Regions from separate parts of the Pan troglodytes genome. Here region 1 is linked to region 2. Evidence: chromatin contacts called from public Hi-C data. All regions are on one chromosome and are shown on one strand. Each heading gives the region's core, a stretch centred on a gene start, on an enhancer-like site or on the middle of the called end of the contact. The rest is flanking DNA. Distances are from core to core; before and after follow the strand shown.

Region 1 (4,008 bases), core at 382-2,881, 1.1 Mb before region 2:
CCTGCAATTTGTTTTAGCTAATAATAATTTCTAAAAGAACGTATGATTTACTTTCCCAGACAACACATGGATGAAGAGAGAAGGGACCAACCGTCTTGGTTGCCAGCAGCACCCAACCCCAAGCTCCTATCTCAGCCACAAGCCAACTTGCTCCACCAGCCTGAGCCTTATGATTCTGAAGCATAACCAGTCATTCTCCAAAGAATCTACAGTATCTGAAAACCAAAACTAAACTCTTGTCTTTCCCAAGCCCTTCAGTTAACATCGCTCAATGTAACTAAGTGGAGGGAATGCAAATGATTTATATTTCACTGGCTAGTTGGAGAAACTCAAGGGAGATGTGTTCTGCTTCAAGACAGGGAAAAAAAATTCCCAAAAACTGTAATGCAAAGGCTTTGTAGTATTTTTAAACCTTTGATTCAGTCCATATGTGACATGTGAACACCGCCAAATTCTGTTTCAAAACACACACACACACACACACACTCCTAGCAGGAGAGGAAAGTTGGGTTTTAGCAGCCGTGGTGGTGTAGGAAGGGCCGGCTGGGATCTCTCTTTAAATTATTGAGTACTGAGGGAGCCTTCTTCTGTGCCGTTCTGCGTGGCCTTCCTGCTTTAGCGGTCACTTTTAAAGGGGAAACCATGTTGCAATAAATAGAAAAAACTTTCAGTGGCTTACCTGGTTGGCCTCTCACTTGGTGTCTTGAAAAGTAGAGGGCTAAGAAAACCCAGGTGAGAGGAAACATATCCATTTTGGAGAAGGTGGCTCTTTCCAGAGCTGGGTTCGTAGGTTTCTTGTTTAAATCTTTGTGTTTTTCTCTCTTTTATTTTCCTCCTTACAACGTCTTATGCAGAGGTTTCTAATGGTCAGCGTTTCCCTCCTGAGTCCTGGTGGCTTGTCTTCACCTTTATTCTTGCTGGAATTTCCACCTCACCAGGAGGAGAGTAGCTCCTGAAATCAGCAAAGAAGGAACAAGCCGGGAAGAGAACACGGTTTTCCTCTCAAAAACAAAACGCATATATGTTCTCTCCAGTTCTTCAAAGTGTCATTTCCTTTATCCTACAATATCACGAGTATTTCCCGAAAGCCAAGCGTAACAATAATGATAATAATAATAATTAAAACCAAGACTTGCCTTGGGCATCACACTGCCCCCAGGCAGCTGTGTGATCTCAGAGGCGTAAACTGACACACATCCCGTGGCACCCTTGACGGACACGCGGGCGGAGGCAGCCGCCGCCGGACAGCCCGAGTGGAAGGCGGCCGCCCTGCTCTTGTCCTCGCCGGGTTCCCCCGGCGGGAGCCTCCCCCAACGGCTACACCCGCTTGGCCAGCCTCTCGAGGGGAGTCTGAGGAAGGAAGCTGCTGCTGCTGTTGCTGCTGCTGGTGCGGCGGCGGTGGCGGCTGGGATCGCCTGGGAGTGAGCGAGCCCCTCTCCGAGTTCGCTGGCGCCCGCCCTCACCTCCACCTCGCCGAGTGTCTGTGCGGCTGAGGATGTGCTGGGGGCCGGCTGCAGGCTGGTGCCTCGCTCGCGATCTCTGCCTCCCCTCCGGCTCCCCACTGCCTTTTCAGGCCGAGCAGCATGTGGATGTCAGAGCCGCGGCAGAGCTATCCGATTACGCGCCGGCTCAGGGCCCGCCCCTTCTGTGTTCCTGATTAAAGAGGCAGCAGCGGAGACGCGCGGCGCAGAGCAGAGTGCCGCGGCACCCAGCTCGGGCGGGGCGGCGGCGGCTTCTCTCGGGCCGCCGCAGGATCGAAGTTAAGGCGGCGCCCACCCCACCACCCCTCGCCCGCCCCGCATCTCCCGATCGCCCCCGCGCACCTCCGCGCCGGGCCGCCGGTGCGTAACGCCCTGGGGAAGAAGCGCCCCCGGGCACCCCCAGGGCGCGCCGCCCTTGGCCGTGTCGCCCCCACCCAAGGGAGACCCCGGGGGGACGGGGGGAAAAGCCTTGTTCCCCCTAAATTCCACGACTCCGATGCCACACACGCAGAACCCAACACAATGCCACGCGCGATGGCGTTACAAGAGGAGTTGGGTGGCGTACGGTGTTTGGGGTAGCGAGCCGGTCGGCAGCTCAGCCATGCGTTCGAACAGGCAGCGGTGCGTGGCGGCGACACACACCGTCAGCCCGGTCTGAATAAAACCCCAAACACTCGCGGCGTTTACTACTCAGATCCTTTGTTATGTCCCAAACATGCTCTGCTCCTCTCTGGGTTAGGATTTCGTTACCCCTGCGCCTTTAACTTGTAACTACGCTAAAAAGAGGAAAGATTTTCTTCAGCAAATAATTTCTTCAGGTAATTAAATTGGATTCCATCAAGTTCCCCCGAAAAAGTATAGGTGCTTGAAGGCGTCTCATCCAAATGCTACTGTAACTACGTCTATTCACATTTTCCCCCATGGAAACGTGGTCACAAAGCCTAGAGAAAGAAAACATCATTATGCCAACTATTTTTAAATGGAGGCGTGAAAACTGTTTAGAGGGAACTGCAAGCTAACAGTTGGGGAAACACTTGTATCTTTGTTTCTGAGGATGGCTTTGTGGATTCCAAACTGTCTTGCTTCACCAGACACCTATTACTACATTATCATAAAGACTGCAACAGAAACAGCCTAAATTACACCCTGCACATGTACACCTTTTCTGCCACAAAAGAGGTATATGAAAAATAAGAAAATTCAGAAAAATATTTACAGATTAAGATTTTTTTTTAATTAAGAAAGTAAAATTTTCTGTAGATTAAGAAAAATACAGTTTCGGTGACGAGAAACACACACCTGACTACCCATTTTCTTCTTGGCTTGTACTTGTGGATTCTTCTGGGTGGTTTCCCTCCTTATCTGGACTTGCCCATTAGCTTTGTTTATCACTTTTAGTGTTTGAAAAATCTGTAACTCCCACTTAACTGTTATTTACACTGAGATAACCAAAACAAAATTGAATCAGAAGTGATTTGCAAATAGTTGAGCCAAGCTGTGTTGGGGGGTGGGGCGGGATTTTAGAGTGGAAATCCACAGGTTGACTATCACACTGTTAATCTCAGATGCCTGGTTGGGAAAGGCACAGCACAGAGGCCTCTGAGTTCTTCCAGGGAGCATGTCTCTTGGCTAGCCTAAATGCTACCTTTCATTCCCTCTTTGCCTCCCTCCTTCCTCTTCCTCCCTCCTTTCCTTCCTTCTTCCTTCCTTTCTAGGCTTGAGAACACATCCACATTATTAAAAACTCCAGATTTACATTTCTCCTCTTTAAAGCTCAATTGTAAAGAATGACTCCAAGCCTTAAATATTTAACAAAGTAAAAGAGCAGTTTGGATTATTAACCTTAAGCAGAGATCCCGGTTTATGTCATTGCCAAGATGCTAATCTAAGGACAAAGAACGCTATCTGTAGTGACAGTCCCTGAATAGAGAGGGCCATTTAATATCACCTCTCCCCACCACTCACCAGGCATGCCAAACCATTTTAGCCAGTGCCCAATGTGGGAGACTCCTGTTTCTGAGAATAATGTAGCCAGGGTTTAGGTGAAGGGCACTGTGAAAGGGGGAAAGAAGAGAGAAAAGGTAAACCTAAGCCCACTGGAGAACCATAAGAATGACAACCCTGGACTTCTGGTCTTGGGGTCTCAGGGATGAAGGTCCCCATCAGGCTGCTTCCAGAGTAGAGAAAAGTCAGAATCAGTTTTGTTCCTGGCCTGGTTGCCTACACTATAACTTTTCATTTTTCAGCGGTGTCCTACAGGGGACGCTCACTTACTTCCTGGGAGTCCTCTGTACCAGGGCTGCAAGACTTCCCACTGGCCTTGAGTGAAGGCCTCATTTCCTGCAGTTGGACAGAGAGTGAGTCTCAGGTTTCCATCCCTGGGGACTCAAGCGGCCAGACCATTTTTTAATCCTCTAGGGGGCAGCACTCAATAAATAATGGTAACACCACCCAGGGTCACACTTCTGGTGGTGCTTTTAATTCCAAGGAGTTCAAAGTGCTTTATCAGACCAGGGAAGATTCAGAG
Region 2 (3,582 bases), core at 211-2,710:
TCACTGAGGAAGTCCCAGAGGCCCAATGTTACCCAAATACTTGGCATAAGTTCTAGTGCCAGATATTTTCTCAACAAGTATTGCACACTTAAAAAAAAATTGTCACTTAATGTATACTTGTTCCTGACTTCAGCTACAGAGCTAGGAACGTCTTTCTCATTTTAATAGTCACTCAGGACCTGACAACAGCCCACACACATAGTAAATGGTCATAGAATCTGTGACATTAAACTGAAAACACTCAAAATGTAGACAGGTTGGCTAAGCAAACAGCATGCTCCCACCTGTGTTCCTGCCCAAGTCACTGAGACAGGGCAGCTCACAAGGCTGAAACTCCAAAGGCCCCATCAGTTGTAACTTCCGAGTATGTGTCACTTGCACAATCAACTTTCTAACTCCAAGGAGCCTAAGTGAGGCGGGCCTTAATGGGTCAAAAATCACACTTAGGTGAGCAGCACCTTTTAAGACGTTCCCTCAAACAAGTTCTAAACCAGTGGTTCTCAAACTTCAGTGGGCACTCCAATCACCTGAGCAGATCCTGAGTCGGTGGGTTTGGGGAACTGCCCATATTGGGCAGTTCTAAGAAGCTCCCAAGAGATTCCAATGCTGCAGGTCCACTCACGACCCTCGGAGCTCAAGGCCCACAAACACCCAAAGACACCCACATCACTGATATTAGCAATAGACAACAGCTGCAGCTACAGGCAGTGCCCCATAATCCCCTGGGTTTTCTGCATCCCCTGAGTGTCGCCACCGGGTCGCACCTGGCAGGTGCCTTGGCTGCAGCCGCGCCCCCCTCCTCCGCGCCGCGCTCACCTTCTCCCGGGTCTTCAGGTACCGCTGCAGCGCCTGCTGGGTGAGCTCGCCGACGCGCAGCTGGCCCTCCTTGCAGGGCACCACGATGCCCGTCCTGCCGAAGCACACGGTCACTTTCATCCTGGCCCCCGGCGACCACGCCGGGCCGGGCCGAACAGGTGTCTGACCCCGCGGGCGCAGCCCCCACTCTCGGAGAACGCCCGGGGCGGGTGGGCCCGGAGACCCGGGGCGCCGCTCCCCGGAACACCCTGAGGCCCGGAGGCTCGCGGCAGCGCCCCTTCCACCTGGCCAGGCGGCAGGTGGCGGGAATCGGGGAGGGGCGGCCGCGGAAAGGGGTTACCTCCCAGGTGCCCGGCGCCCCGGGACGCGGCAGCTCCGCGGCCCGGCTCCTCCTCCTCCTCCTCCCGCTCCTATTCCTGCCCGGCCCAGGCGGCTGCTCCGCGCCCACCAAAGCGAAACTGCCGGCCCTGCCCTGTCGCTGGCCCTGGCCCTGGCCCTGGCCCTGGCGGCGTTGGCAGGGCCGGCCCCAAGCCCGGGGCTGGAGTGGGCGGCGGCGGCGGCGGCGCACGGGGCCAGAGTTGGGAGGAAACTTTTGCGCCGGCTCCCAACTCCTCTGCGGCGCCCGCGCTCTGGGCTCCCGCGGTCCCGGGGACGGCCTGGGCCCGGCTCTTAAAGGGGCCGCGGCGCTCCCGGGCCCCGCCGCACGCTGGGCGACGACGTGCCCCGGCCCTGCGGGCCAGTAACTGGAGCCCGGGAGTCTCGTCTCGTCACCTGGGTCTCTCCCTGGCTCTCTCCCTCTCGCACGCATGCACACGGAGCTCTGGGGAGTTGTAAGGGGACCCGAGGGCTACACGCTCGAGGATTGAAACCGGATCTCAGAAAGAACACCCGAGGGAAGAGCGAGGAGACTGCAGAGCTGCGCCCTTCACAGGAGGGGACTGCAGCAAGATGCAAAAGGAGCCCAGGAGCAGGTGCTTCTAGTCACGCCCACCAAAAACACCCAAGGGGCGAGGCTGCCGGGTGCTGAGATGCAGGAGTGCCCCGAGGGCCTGTTAGGAACTCGCCTTAAGCACAGCCCTTGCCGCTGCCCTCAGGAGCCCTGCGATAGCAGAGCTGAAGCGAACCTTGGAGAGAACGCGCCAGTGGAAACTTTTCCTTTTACAGACCCTCGAGGACACTGAGTATTTGGCCAAAGGTCACACCCAAGACCCAGATATGATCGCGTGTGTTGACGCATAGCCTTCTGGAATGCGACTACCGTTGTGCATTTTATTAGGAAAAAAAAAAGTTAACACCCTTAGGCTCATGATTTGGCAGGTGTGTATCCATCACCAATTGAAATGGGAATATGTGGGGGAAACCAACAAACTACATTAGTTTCATTCTTAGCTCTCATGTAAATGAGCTCCTTTGAGCTTAACAACTACCCTGTAGGTAGATATTATTCTTCGCATCTTGTGCATCAAGAATGGTGCTCGGAGAGGTCAAGAGACTGAGCAGACCATGGTGTTAGTTCTGTTGAAAAGAACTCAGGTCTTCTGAGCTCAATCTCTGGTCTCTCCCTGCAGTTTTCTTAGCCATCCAGTTCATCCAGCAAGACCCTCAGGGCTGCATCATGTGTTTCTCTACAGAAGGATGTGCTCCTATGTGGACACACTTAAATTGAACGTGAATTGCCTAGGATGGTATGATAATGCAGAGGAGATTAAATTCATGGGTTTCAAGAGGTTTTTTAGAAAAATAAATTTTAGCTCATTCATAAATTCAGTAAGTATATATTGGTTGTCTTCTATGTATAGAAAGTCAGTGGCAAACCAAGAGGATCATGTAAACCAAGTCCATTGTAATTTGGTTGTAAATCCAATACAAACTAATTTACATTTAAATAAACCAAAGGCAGAATTGATCACCTCATAAAATCAGAAGATCCAGAGGGCACTCCATTGAGGCAAGGTTGAAAGCAGGAACTCAAACTATGTCCTCAGGGGCCAGCTAGCTTTGTCCAGCTCTTAGCTCTATCTGTTCCTCAGTGTGGTCTCCATTCTCAGGCCAGCTCTCTTCAAAGGAGACAATATATCCTCTTTTTAGAGATGAGGAGCTGAGGCCAAAGGAGGTTAAATGATTTAGTTAAAATCTCATTCTTAGAAAGTAGCAGAGGCTGGCTTAAAACCCAGGTCATCTGATTCCAGAGTCTTCATCGTAACTGCTGTGCTGTTTCTTACATGAGAAGTACCAATGAGTGAATCAAACAAACAAATAGATACTGATGCCATGCATTAATGTGTGGCCCTCACTTTTAATATTCGGTATTTCATGGACCTATAGAATGGTACAGAGCAAAGATTTTCCACTGAGGAAATAACTTTGCATGTTGCCATCCTTCCTACATCATGGCTTTTTGCTTTACAGTTGCTCCAGACTCATTTTCTGCTGCTTGGGTCATGAATAGCTCCTCCTCTTCGCCACAAATTCCCTCTTAGCCCAGGTTTAGCTCCTTCCCAATATCTAGAACCTCCCACCCAAAGTCCTGGCTTTGAGAATCCCCAAGTGAACCATAAAGAACACTCCGGCTTTCCCAATTCCACTTGGGAAGTTGGAATCGGGACCTAGGGGATGCAGCAGAGGCCATGCCATTGTGAGATGAAGGAAGAGATGACTCTAGACAAGGATGTGAACAGTGCATTGTGCAATCCTGCACACCATGGGGTGACCTTTTATAGCCCTAAGTTAGTATGAAGAGTTTAGTGTTTACATTTCATGTTTATT

What was found. A called contact is a pair of places that touch in the nucleus more often than the background predicts.
Region 1: a Hi-C map of stem cell-derived neural progenitor cells shows a contact between it and region 2, with 7 times the contacts expected there. The contact joins the promoter of NRP2 here to the promoter of PARD3B in region 2. A contact is called at or near these places in 1 of 7 Hi-C or Micro-C datasets (stem cell-derived neural progenitor cells) and 1 of 1 other capture datasets (stem cell-derived neural stem cells).

Annotation. Positions count from the first base shown.
Region 1 is chr13:107,906,145-107,910,152 of NHGRI_mPanTro3-v2.0_pri, reverse strand. It overlaps NRP2 (neuropilin 2), which reads right to left and starts at 1,631. Exons shown (of 17, transcript XM_016950360.4): 1 at 680-1,631. The coding sequence starts at 752.
Region 2 is chr13:106,772,530-106,776,111 of NHGRI_mPanTro3-v2.0_pri, reverse strand. It overlaps PARD3B (par-3 family cell polarity regulator beta), which reads right to left and starts at 1,460. Exons shown (of 22, transcript XM_009444085.4): 1 at 817-1,460. The coding sequence starts at 936.